Linked DNA regions of Mus musculus: region 2 is linked to region 1. The links are chromatin contacts, called in public HiChIP or PLAC-seq maps. All regions are on one chromosome and are shown on one strand. The core of a region is the stretch at or near the end of the contact, and the rest is flanking DNA. Distances in the headings are between cores, read along the strand shown. Region 1 overlaps Tln2 (talin 2). Region 2 has its middle 65 kb from the start of Gm30936.

What was found. HiChIP or PLAC-seq counts read pairs in DNA pulled down with a chosen protein or histone mark.
Region 2: a contact with region 1 is called in an H3K4me3 HiChIP or PLAC-seq map of the SCID.adh cell line, with 11 read pairs. The contact joins two enhancer-like sites. A contact is called at or near these places in 2 of 484 Hi-C or Micro-C datasets (cochlea and extraembryonic endoderm stem cells), 14 of 115 datasets of contacts at active chromatin or transcription factors (the SCID.adh cell line, T-cell acute lymphoblastic leukemia, cardiomyocytes and 10 more) and 1 of 9 other capture datasets (embryonic stem cells).

What each region holds. Positions count from the first base shown.
Region 1 is chr9:67,401,697-67,407,680 of GRCm38.p6, reverse strand. The region is part of intron 2 of Tln2 (talin 2); the gene reads left to right. Among named protein-coding and RNA genes, the nearest start is that of Tln2, 160 kb to the left of the region's middle. Within about 2 kb of position 2,755, at least 16 of the 459 cell types and tissues checked have an H3K27ac peak or open chromatin away from gene starts, as enhancers often do. A contact at or near this core is called in the SCID.adh cell line and extraembryonic endoderm stem cells, where this site is marked.
Region 2 is chr9:67,626,068-67,632,051 of GRCm38.p6, reverse strand. It overlaps a transcript of Tln2 not described here. Among named protein-coding and RNA genes, the nearest start is that of Gm30936, 65 kb to the left of the region's middle. Within about 2 kb of position 2,506, at least 9 of the 459 cell types and tissues checked have an H3K27ac peak or open chromatin away from gene starts, as enhancers often do. A contact at or near this core is called in the SCID.adh cell line and extraembryonic endoderm stem cells, where this site is marked.

The DNA.
Region 1 (5,984 bases), core at 1,506-4,005:
CTATTACCCACTGAGCCACCTCTCCCACCCTCTCTTGCTTTTTGTTGAAGTGAAATCAACACATACAGAGTTAACTATGATTGGGTTATGTTTCTAGTGTACATCTTGCCCATAATCTGCTGGCAATTTTGGCAAGACTTTTAATCTGGCTTGATTTTTTTTTCTTTTTTAGATTAGGGTAACCTGCATTCTCCCAGTCCTTCCTTCTGTGTAGTGAAGGTGGGATCTGGCTGGCAGTTCTCAAAACCTGGGTTTACAGAGATGAGAATTTTGATGCTTAGTAGTCACATCCACACAGCTTTTTGTAGGAAAAACTGATTCAGTCCTTTTTCTGTCATTTCTACAGTTTGCCATATATCTTTAAAATTTATGTTAAGCATCTATCTTTTCTCTGCCTCTCGTGTAAATCTGGTTTATGGACCAAGCCAGATGTTTTTCCTCCTATTCATTTCTTTGCTGATTCTCTCTCTTGTTCTGGCCCCTTGCAGTCTGAGCTTTGGATGGCAGGATCATTCTGCAACATAGATTGAACTATAAAGCATGGATTGATTTTTGGCTGCCCAGTTGCTAATACATATTCATTTAGCTATCCTATAACTCAAAACGCAAACTGATGTCCCCTGTACAGTTGCTTCAGTTTTTCTCTTGTGTTCTCTGTCTGATTTTGGGCTTCTCTGAAGAAATGTTGATGTGGGGGTGGGGGGAGGAAAAATATTTAGATGTTTAGCTTACAAAAAAATCTGAAATTAAAAATGAGATTTAAAATGGAAAATTCTACCATAGCCTTATTTATAAGTGTAAAAACTTGAATACAGCTAATATACACAAAGAAATATAGCTTGGTATATTATAGGATACTTCATTGTACTATTATGTATCTATTAAAATATTTCTATAGAGTTTACAGTACTGTGGGAAATGATTCTTATAGAGTTAGAGCTCTATATACTGTTATATAGAATACACTTTCTCGCCTATATAAAAATAGACAAAACCTAGAGGAGATGTGTCAAAATGTCAGCATTGCCTATCTGTGGTTGGCGTGGGGCCAGGCACAGACTTCTGAATTCAGGCAGAGCTGCGTTTCAGCCTTCTGTATTTACCTTTTGCTTATAAAGCGTGCCCCTCTATTAAGCCTGCTTTACCCAGGATAAATTGGACCTCACTTACTGAGTCATTAAGCGTGGGATACCCAGTAATTCACCAAGTGCAAGTTCAATTATTAATATCAGCATTAATAATAAACATCTCTCCCATTTTACTGCTTTCTTAACACAAGTGTTGTGTTTTTGCATGTTGCCTCCCATTTAGAAAGCATATATCTGATGAGTTTACAAGGCCATTGTGTTTGGTTGGCCTCCTTCGGGAAAGTCTCAACCGCTTAGTAGTTGTATATTAGAATCTGCATGCTTGGCCCATAAAAAGAGTTAAGAATTACTGCCAGGCATATAGTCTCATGTATGTTCCCTGCTATTATTGACGATGCTTTAATATATGCATTTATTAGGGTTCTTACATTGTAGAAATGGGAAAATTATGACAGATTAGCATATCTTGATCACCAACCTGAGTGAATGGAGAGATACTTAAGAGAATATTAAACCTACCTCTGGGTGTGTCAGTGGCGAGGGTTCCAGAGGACATAGAACCCGGGGACTTTGACTTAATCAGTGATTTAATTCACTGAAGGATTCAGAATTTGCAAGGCAGGGTCTTAGCTGCTAGCACTGTCTTTGAACTGCATATATTGGATTTGGTCTAGTCTATTTTTTTGCCTCCTGGCTTCCATGAGATGAGAAGTTCCTGCTGCTGTAACAGTCTTCTGCCTTGCTACAAGCACAGAGCAGTGCATGCAGCTGTCTGTGAGCCGAAACCTCTTTTGTTTTCCCAGGTATGTGTCAGTTGACAAGGCTATTGTGTTGGCCAATGGAGATCAATATGTAATGGTTCCCAAGTCAGAGATAAGGGACGTTTTAAACTATGTACCATTTTACTGGAACGTTTCAATGTTTGAATATAAAATGGGGTGGTCATAGAAGAAGGGCCAGAAAATAAAAAGAATCATTTGGGAAGTCTATTCCAGTTCAAGAATGTTAGATGGGTCACATGACAGTCTTCCCATAAGCTTTGAGGTTATGGGAATGAAACAGTTAATTACTATATAAGTGACTGTTCTCATTGCTTTGACAAATGCAACTTAAGGAAAGAAAAGTTTGTTTTGGTTCACAGTGGGAGAGTACTACAGGGCAGAGACTGCATCTGATAAAGCATGAGGTGGCAGGTCACATTGCCTCTGCAGCCAGGAAGCAGAGGAGATCCTCAGCTGGCTTTCTCTGTTTCATTCAGTCTTGGAATGTTGCCACCCGCTGTTAGTGTAGGTCTTCCTATCTCATTTAACCCAGTCTGGATTCGCTCACAAAGATGCCCAGGTATGTTCCAGGGAATGCTAGATCCTGTCAAGTTGGCAATCGGTGTTACCATCAGAGTCACATTCCTTAATTTGTTTCAGATCTTCACATACACAACAGATCTTTGCATCAAGTCTCTGACAGAAATGCTCTTCCGATACGTGGTTAATAGATCAACGTAGATAAATGACAAGAATATGTCTTTAATTTTCTTTCCTTTACTCTTCAAAATTCCTTCTTGCAAAAGCCACGCCCTGTTGCCTTTGTGAGTGATGTGTGGTTTGCAGCCTTTCATTCAAAGAAACCAGAGCCGGAAAGGGGGAGGTTCCTTCAGCTTCTTATATGAAATTACACGTGACCATGTCAGTGTGCACTGTCACTCTACAGTTGAAGTCAGGCTGCTGTAGCTGATATCCTTCAGCAGGGACCACAGCAGTTTGGCATCACATTAAACAGACGAGCATAAGAAAGACCATTTGGGGGTGGGGAGGTTGTATGTGATCCTTTATGATGCCCCCCTGTGATGAATCTAGAAAATACCGACCCTTCTTCCCCAGATCTCATAGAACAGAGCTCCATGTTTTCCAAGTAAAGACTAGTGTGTGCTGTAGACAAAGCTACCTGTCTCAGCAGCAGCGTAGAGCATCTACTGTCCTGAGACTCCAGAGGGTCCAAAAACACCAAGTGATGCGGAGAGTTTGAAGTCCATGTCACCCAGTGCACATGCTAAGTAATTTGCAGTTCTCCTGGTTTTGACCTTCAAGATGGTTTTCCTTCTGTTTTTTTCCCCCCCTTGGATGTGACCTTTTATCTTTTTCGTCGTACTTGCTCTGAAAACAGCCTGTTGACAACAATCTGAACAAGTTAAGGTGGAACAGAATTCAAAATGACCGTTCAGTTTAGATCCAGTTTCTTTCTTTAGCCTTTGCTGACGGAGAAAAACAGCAGGAGGACTAAAAGGTAGACTCGAAGAGGATTGGGAAGGGTGGATGACTTATTCAGCTATCCTTGAACATCAATGGTGAGTATTGAGTGAGGTCTGGGAAACTCACAGTGCAGTTTTAATGTGACAGAGAATGACAGTACATGTTGTACACAGCCCAGGAATTCACTTATCTTCCCAGTTCCTCTGTGTGTGTTCTAGCAAGGGAGGTTGGGCGGGGGCTCTTTGTCACTTCCTAGCCTATCAAACACATCCCACAACAATACCTATTCCAGAGTACTATCAAGCTCTTCAGTACAAAGGGTCATCAAGTGATGATCCTGGTAGTTTCGCAGCCCAGGAGTAAGTACCACGGCTGAAGCAGGAGTTACAGTGGAATGCCTTGAGAGCTGAAGGGAGAGCCTGGACTTTTCTCCTTGCAGCAGTAGAGAGAATAGTCACTTAGCAGCAAAACTGGAATCTGGGTTGGAAGAATATGAGGAGCTGGACAGGAGAGTGGTACATTTCAAGCACACAGAATTACCCAGACAGTTGTTCGGGAATTAAACATATATCCATGCCATGGGGAGGTCTCTGAGTGCGTGAAGCTGGTGCCTACGTAGTTGGAATCTGGTCACCTCTTGCATCACTCTCTATTCTTGCTGCTAATTAAATACCTAAAAAGAAGCAACTTGAGAAAAGGGTTTGCTTGGGCTGACAGTTAGCGGGTATAGGCCGTCATGGCATGGAAGGCGTGGTGGCAGGAGTCTGTGGCAGGAGTCTAAGGCAGCTGACCACACGCATCCTCAGTCAGACTCTAGGCAGTGGGTGCTAGTGCTCAGCTTGCTTTCTCTGACTTATCCGTTCCAGGAGCCCAGCCCACGGGATGGTGCCAGGCACATTTAGATCGAGTCTCCCATTTAATTTAGAATAATATAGAAATTCCTTCACAGGTGTGCCCAGGGGTTTATCTCCTAGGTTGATGTAGATCCTGTTAAGCTGACAGTCAGAATTGAGCATTATCCTCCTACATTTCAGAATCCTCTATGCATTAGAAATCATCTTCCAGGAGAGGATCAAGCAGTGGTTCTCAACCTTCCTAATGCTGGACGCCTTTAAAACAGTTCTTCATGTGATGACCCCCCCCCCACCATAAAAATATTTCTGCTGCTACTCCTGCCATGTGATTTTGGAAGTTATGAATCATAATGTAAATATATGATATGTGCAGAAAATCTAATATGCAACCCCTGTGAAAGGGTCCTTCCACCCTGAAAGGGTCGCCACCCACAGGTTGATAACCTCTGGATGGAGCTACATGGACCTGCAGCATCTGTTGCCTCCCCTTTCCCTCCTAGCAGCAGATGTCCCAGCACTTCCCTGCTCCAGACCTCTATAGTTTTCTGTACCCGACTAATGCATCCCTCTGCAGAGTCGCCTCATAATTAGGCATCATCTTTAATAAAGGGCAGCCCTCAGCTACTTTGCCTGAAAGTCTAGAGTGTACATTCTGAAACACAGGCAGAGTCAGATGCACATGCGTGCTTTTAAAGTTGAGTACCGTTGGAAACACATCTTTGTGAGCACTGTCAACCTTCATGATTGACTCCCAGGTGCCAGTGCCAAGAGGACTGGGAGGACATATTGGTGGAATCCTTGGAGGTCTACAGACATGCTACATGGATAGCCCTCTGCGCACACGGTGACTTTATTGCACTGTGAACTTGGGAACGCCTCTTGACCTCAAGGGGATAGTGGTAAAATGATACCAGCATCTTTCCCCATCACTCTGTATTCCATACTCTGGGGGGTAGTCTTTAATTCTTTTACTAGAGGTAGAAAGGCCAACTTGCCTGCACTCCTGCATTAAATCAACATTGAGCCTTTCTCCATGGCAGCTGTTGCCAGGAGCTGTGGACCTGCTCCTTGTACTTCCTGGAGGACTTGTTAATGAATTGGACTTGTTTGACTTTGGTTCTTTCTTAATTAAAAAACTTTTTTTTTTTAATTTAAGTGTATTTTGTGAGGTGTGAGGTTCAGGTTCGGGATGGAGAGATGGCTCAGAGGTTAAGAGCCCTTGATGTTCTTTCAGAGGTCCAGAGTTCAGTTCCCAGCAACCACATGGTGGCTCACAACCATATGTAATGAGATTTGATGCCCTCTTCTCGCCTTAAGGCATACATGCAAGGAGAACATTGTAAATGTAATAAGTAAATCCTTTAAAACAATAACAAAAAGTTCAGGTTCTGTGGTCCTTGAAATGGGGTTTAGGTGAGTAGACATAGTTTGGTCTGGTAGATAGATGTTAGCAACCTGCTCACCCTTAAGCCTTTGAATTATTGTGGGTAGATACTTCTTGGTCGGATTTGAGTCAACTCCAGACAGGAAATGACATTCAGTGTAAGCCTAGTTAGAAGCTCACGGCTGTGGAAGTGATGGAGCTGGTAAGCCAGCTACTGCTGTTGTTGGCTAGTGGACACCATGCATCTATCAGTGCTGCCGTGAGCTTCAGTCAGCGTCTCTTTGCCGTAGACAGCCGTAACTGCAGAAACAGCTGCTCAAAGGTTCAGTAGTGACTGCTGGATGCTCAGCCTGAAATGGGCCCTCATCTGTGGCTCAGGGAGCTTGACTGAAGATCAGCAGAATGAATGCAG
Region 2 (5,984 bases), core at 1,257-3,756, 220 kb before region 1:
TGACCTGTGATTGGCTGAGTGCAGGAATGTGTTAGCTTTTCTCCTTGGTGTCTTAATCAAACAGCTTCACAGTAGAGAGGTCCTGTCAGCACTTGGGGTCTTCATCATTGGAAGAGATTTCGGGAAGGACCAAAGACACCTAATGGGGGAGGTGTCTGGGGAGAGGAGAGACTTTTGTGAAGGAGATGTAGCCCCTGACGTCAGCAGTTGCCCATATGCTTCATTAAGTGCCACAGTGTGAAAGTTACCCTTTCAATGGTTGTACCTTCCTTGTTCCTCTCTGTGGGGATCTTGTGCAGAAAGTGAGAAGGAAGGGTGGCTATGGCCATTGGCTGTGAGAAGGCCAGTACACGTGTGCATGCAGGAATGCTTTTCTTCCTTTTAATTTGAACCCTAGAAGAGTGGAAAAGTCCCAGATAACAGTTGACCAAAATTAGAATAGCCAATGTTGGTGAGAATTAGCTGATGAACCCTCCCTCCCCACTCCCTCTTTAAATCACATTGACTTTTCTGGGCTTAGCTCAGAGGTGGCACACTGAATCCCAGAAACGGAGAGTTCTTAGCCACTGTCTACCCCGTACCTTTGTACACCTTTTCATTTATGTAGGAAGTTCTAAGGGATCCTGCGGGTCTCTCTCAGTTTTGGCTTTGTGTTTCAGACTTTGTATCTCCAAGGGAGAAGTAAAAAATTCCAAACTCCATCCCCACGAGTAGTTTATTCAGTACATTGTAGGCTACATGCACGTTTAAAATCCACCTTGCCCAGGTTTGTTTGCCAACATTGTTCCCTAGAGGGCATTTTAAATTTATTTATTTTTATGTGCATGTGCCTGCCACCTGTGTGCAGAGGCCAGAAGAGGGGGTTGGATCCCATGGTAACTGGAGTTGTAGGTGGTTGTGAACCACAACGTGGATGCTGGCAACCAAATCCATATCCTCTGCAAAAGCTGTAAGTGCCTTTACCCAAGGAGCTGGTCTGGATGTGTGCTGCATATATATTTTGCACAGCTTTTAGATGTGATGCAATGAAAGTTAACTTAAAGGAGCTTTTAAAAAGTTTTTAAAAATCATATTATGGATTTCTGAGTTCGAGGCCAGCCTGGTCTACAAAGTGAGTTTCAGGACAGCCAGGGCTATACAGAGAAACCCTGTCTCGAAAAAACAAAAAAACAAAAAAAAAAAATCATATTCATCTGTCTGTCTGCCTGCCTGCCTGCCTGCCTGCCTGCCTGCCTGTCTGTCTATCTATCTATCTATTTGTGTGTATGTACGAGCGCAGGTGGGTCGGGAAAAGCCATAGGCACCTTATTTAGAGGTCAGAGGAGTCAGGTTTTCCACTATGTGGCTCCCTGGGATTGAATTCAGGTCATTAGGCTTTGTGGCCAGTGCCCTTTACCAACCATCTGTGTCATCTCGTCAACTCCAGAGATGCTTTATTTCAGGCCTTCTAATATTTAATCTCAATGGTACTACCTTAATACTTAGTGAATTCTGTGTGCCTCTTTCACCAGATATTATTAACCAGGTTTTACTCTCTCTTGCCTGGTTCTTACTGTCGTAGCTTCATAGCTTGATCAAAGTGCCTGATTTTTTTTCCCCCTTAGTAAAATTTTGTAACTTCAAAAGGGCTAGAAAAGTGCCTTTGTGAGTTGGAAAGTTGCCTATCAGTTTACCAGGCCATGTGACAGGTGGTGTGTGCTTGCTGCATTCCCAGGCTCTTAGGATGGTGTCTGGGACTTGTGATCTGTGACATTCTTGCTCCAGAATTTTTGAGTCCGACTATTTTCTTGGGGATTTGGGTTGGTGTTTGACTAGCAGGAAGTACTAAAACCGGTTAAATCATTCAAAAACAATTTTTATTAGGTACAAAAAAATGTTTAAAGGCAAGAAGAAAAACATAACAAGGAGGCTGGCATTCTAGAATTATAGTTTAACAAACCCAACTGGTGCCTTTTTAATTACAGTATTTACCCCATCTAGAACTTTGTAATCCTATTGCTTTTATATTTAATAACAAGACTAGCTAAAACATAAGCCAAACACAACTATTACAAATAATGGGGATAAGTGGTGGGTTTAACCAGATGTTCTCCCTGAAGTTGAACTCTCCCAAACGCCTCTGCTGCTCCCCTTCCCAATAAACAGGCAGCACTCACAAGGTAAGGCAGTCGAGGGTAAAGCAGAAGTGAAAGGCACTGGGAGCCTCTGACTTCCTGGCACTTGCCATCTCCTGAAGATGGACAAGCTGAATACAAGAGTCACATGGTCCTTAGAACCTTTCTTCACGGGTTGCCCTGAGCTATGAATTAAGACCAGGCTCTTTTGCAGCCCATTTCACAGTGCATTTTCAAAGTCAGCGTCAGCGTCAGCCCTCTACATTTTGTTTCGCTCTTAACCAACAGTTCCAACTGACACTGTTCCAAAGCCTCGAGCAGCTTGCAAGCGTTCGCGTTGTCTTTTGACTCTTCCACGGTAGACTTTAACTAATGGAATCTTCTGTGTCTTCCATTCATTTGTCCTGCAGAAGCTCTTGGGGGCTTATCTTGCTGCTCTGATAAGTAACCCTGCCCTCACCCCACACGTTTCATCCCTAGAGGGCAGTGCTCTTGTTTTTGTGTTTATCTAGTAGATAAGGTGTGTGAGTGTGGAGGGGGGGTGGGGTAGTGGGGGGAGGGGAAGTGTGATTGACCCGGTTTTGGAACCCAGACCTACCAAAGGATGCACAAAGGGAGTACTGGCAACTCCCACAACAGAAGCAGAAGGTGGGCAGGAGAGGTGTGGCTCAAAGGTTAAGAGCACTGGCTGCTCTTGCTGAGGCTCTGCTCCTAGCACCCATGTGGCAGCTCATAACTATCTGTAATTCTGTTTCTGGTAGATATGACTCCATTCTTCTGGCCATTGCAGGTACCAGATATGCACACATACACATGCTGGCAAAAAAAAAAAAAAAAAAAAAAAAAAAACAAACAAACAAATCAAATCAAACCAAAGCCAAAACTCATATACATATATGAAAAATAAATCAAGTACAGAGCCTTACTTTATTATTTATTATTTATTTATTTAGAAGACTCCCATTCCTGTCCTCCATCCTCTGTACCCAGTTTTGATTCCTGAACATCCTCAACCTCCATGACCCTTGCCCTTGCTCTCATTTTGCTGAGTACCCAGCCCTTGATTAGACCCGCCCTCTGCTTTGCTTTCACTGTTCTACCCCCCCCCCCACCCCCCACAGTAATGAGCCTGGGTGGCGAAGCCACTGGGCCATCTGCACTGCTGTGCTCTTGATGTATGACTGAATCCCAGCGGGCCTCCTGACGCCGCAGACCCACTGTGCTTTAGTGTGAGGTTGCTGTCAGCCGGTGACTTGGTTTCCCTGATTCCTGCACTGAAGCAGTTGACTGACTACTGAGGAGTCCACGTCCTCCCTGGAGTTCATGCTCTCTGCACTTCTGCAGCTGTCCCTTCCCCTCCACATCATCAGAGTCCCTCGCTGATGGATTATCTTCACAGGAGATGCTCTGACATCTTCATCTTAGGCAAAAAAGGCATCCCTTGACTTTGTGTCTTAGCCATTCATCTCCCATTTCTTTGCTTTCCCTTCTTAGCAGACACTAGGAGAAAAACTACTTTTATTTTATGTTCTGTGTATGAGTGTTTTATCTACATGTATGTCTGAGCACTATTTGTGTGCCTTGTGCCTTCAGAGGCCAGAAGGGGAACTGGAGTTATATAGGTGGTTGTGATCTACCAAGTGGGTACTGGAAACTGAACCTGGGTCCTCTGTAAGAGCAAAATGTGCTTGCTCTTAAGCCATCTCTCCAGCCCTTCAGCAAAGCATTTTTTTTTGAAAGAGTTGTCATGTTCTGTTTTATTTTTATTTATTTATTTGTTTGTTTATTTATTATCTCCTCTGCACTCACATATTTTTATTTTTTAAATAGGAACTCACTATATATTCCTTGGCTGGCCTCAAATTTGCTGTATAAACCAGGCTGGCTTTGAACTTAGAGAGACTTACCTACCTCTGTCTCCTAAGTGCTGGGATCAAAGGCATGAGCCTCCCCACTCATTTTGTTCTCCCAGTGTACTCTGGCTTCGCCCTACCCCTTGTGGTCAAACTCTTCTCAAGGGAACTGAGAGAGCTCAGGGGCTTTTGTAGAGGAAGCAAACTTGGTTCTTAGCACCTACAGCTTACCACCTGTAACTCAGTTTCAGGTCGTCCGTTAATGTCTTCTGGACACCATGAGAACCTGTACTCAAGGTGCACAAACCACACACACATGCACAATTAAAAAACAAACAAACAAATCTTTAAAACAAAAACTCCAAAGAAACCTTTTTGTTGCTGTTATTGTTTGAGATGTGGTTTCTCTGTGTAGCTCTAGCTGTCCTGGAACTTGCTCTATAGACCAGGCTGTGCTCGAACGCAAAGAGATCCACCTGCCTCTGCCTCTGCCTCTGGCTCTGGAGTCAAAGGTGTGTGCCACCACATGGGGCTCAAAGAAACATTTCCTAAGGTATCAGCAGCATTTGAAGAGTGAGTCCAGGGGTGCTCTCTCAGTATCTGCAGCCTCTCTACGTAATTTAGTCAGCTGATTGCCTCCTGTCTGGAACATTCTCTACACCAACTGAATCTGCCCCTGGCTGCTCTGACTCCAGCATTCTTGTTTGATTTATTCTTTCTGGCTTCTGGAAGCCGGAAATGTGGTTTCACAAAATACTTCTTTTTGGAGTCTGCAGTAATCTCAGATCCTGAGGGTCACAGTGGTATCCTTTCTTATGCCTTAGGCTTTTTTCTTTTCTTGAATCCATGTCACTTTGACATTGCATGAGATCTTACCTGGTCTTTGGCATGTAAGCTCCAAGGACTTCGGAGATGGCCTAGTCTGGGAAGTGTTCACTGCACAGGCGTGAGGACCCGAGTTCCACTCCCTGCTTCCCATGTAAAGTTGGGCGTGGTGCTGTGTATTTGTAATCCCAGTGCTGGGGAGATGGGAACAGGGATTCTTGGGTCTCTTTGACCAATCAGTCTAGCTTTACTCCTGAAGCTCCCTGTCTAGTGAGAGAGACCCTGTCCCAGAACAGGAATGTACTGGGGCTGGAAAGGTGGGTCAGTGTTGAGAGCGTTTGCAGTTCTTTCAGAGGACTGGAGTTTGGTTCTCAGTACCTGTCTTTTGTGACTCACAGCTGCCTGTGACTCCAGGTCCAGAGGATCTAACACCAGGCTGACCTTCAAAGGGACACCCCCCCCCCCCAAGACACATATTCCCACATGGGCACATAGACTCAAGATTATAAATAAAAAATAAAATAAATGTTAAAGAGGCTAGATGTGGTGGATCACACCTAAAATTTAAGCCCTGGCTAGGTTTGGAGTTTCAGGCTAGCCTTGTCTATGTGTGGAGTCCCAGGTTATCCAGGGTTCATAGTGAAATAGACAAACAATACACACACACACACACACACACACAAACACACACAGAGACCCCCCCCCCACTCTGCCACTGGGTCACCATGTGTCTGCAACAATGAATGTCATATAGCAAACACCCCCCAAAATTCTAATGAGTGACGGGCTCTTCCTGCTTCCAGAGTTAGCCTTGGATGAGCCATTCGGCCGTTTCGGATTTTGTATCAGGATGCAGTAGTTGGAGGTCTTGTGCTGGGAATGAGGGGCTCAGGTACTGTTACTGGTAGTCACACCCTTGTTAAATACTTGTTGAGTGATAGGAAGTACCTGCCAAGGATGGCTGGAGGGAGACAAATGGCTGCCTCTCATTTTTATCTCTCTGAAGAGGGCCACTTAAGCAGTCTTCTTGGTAATTTTTGACGCTGGGTTGAAGATGACAAATTGACTTGTCTGAAATGTTTGCTATTGACCTCAGTGTCCTTGAATCACTCATCCCCAGAGCCCACTTGACCAGTGGGGAGCCAGCTCCCTCCTCTTCCAAGTCTGGCTTGGGGACTGGGGGTGGGGAGTC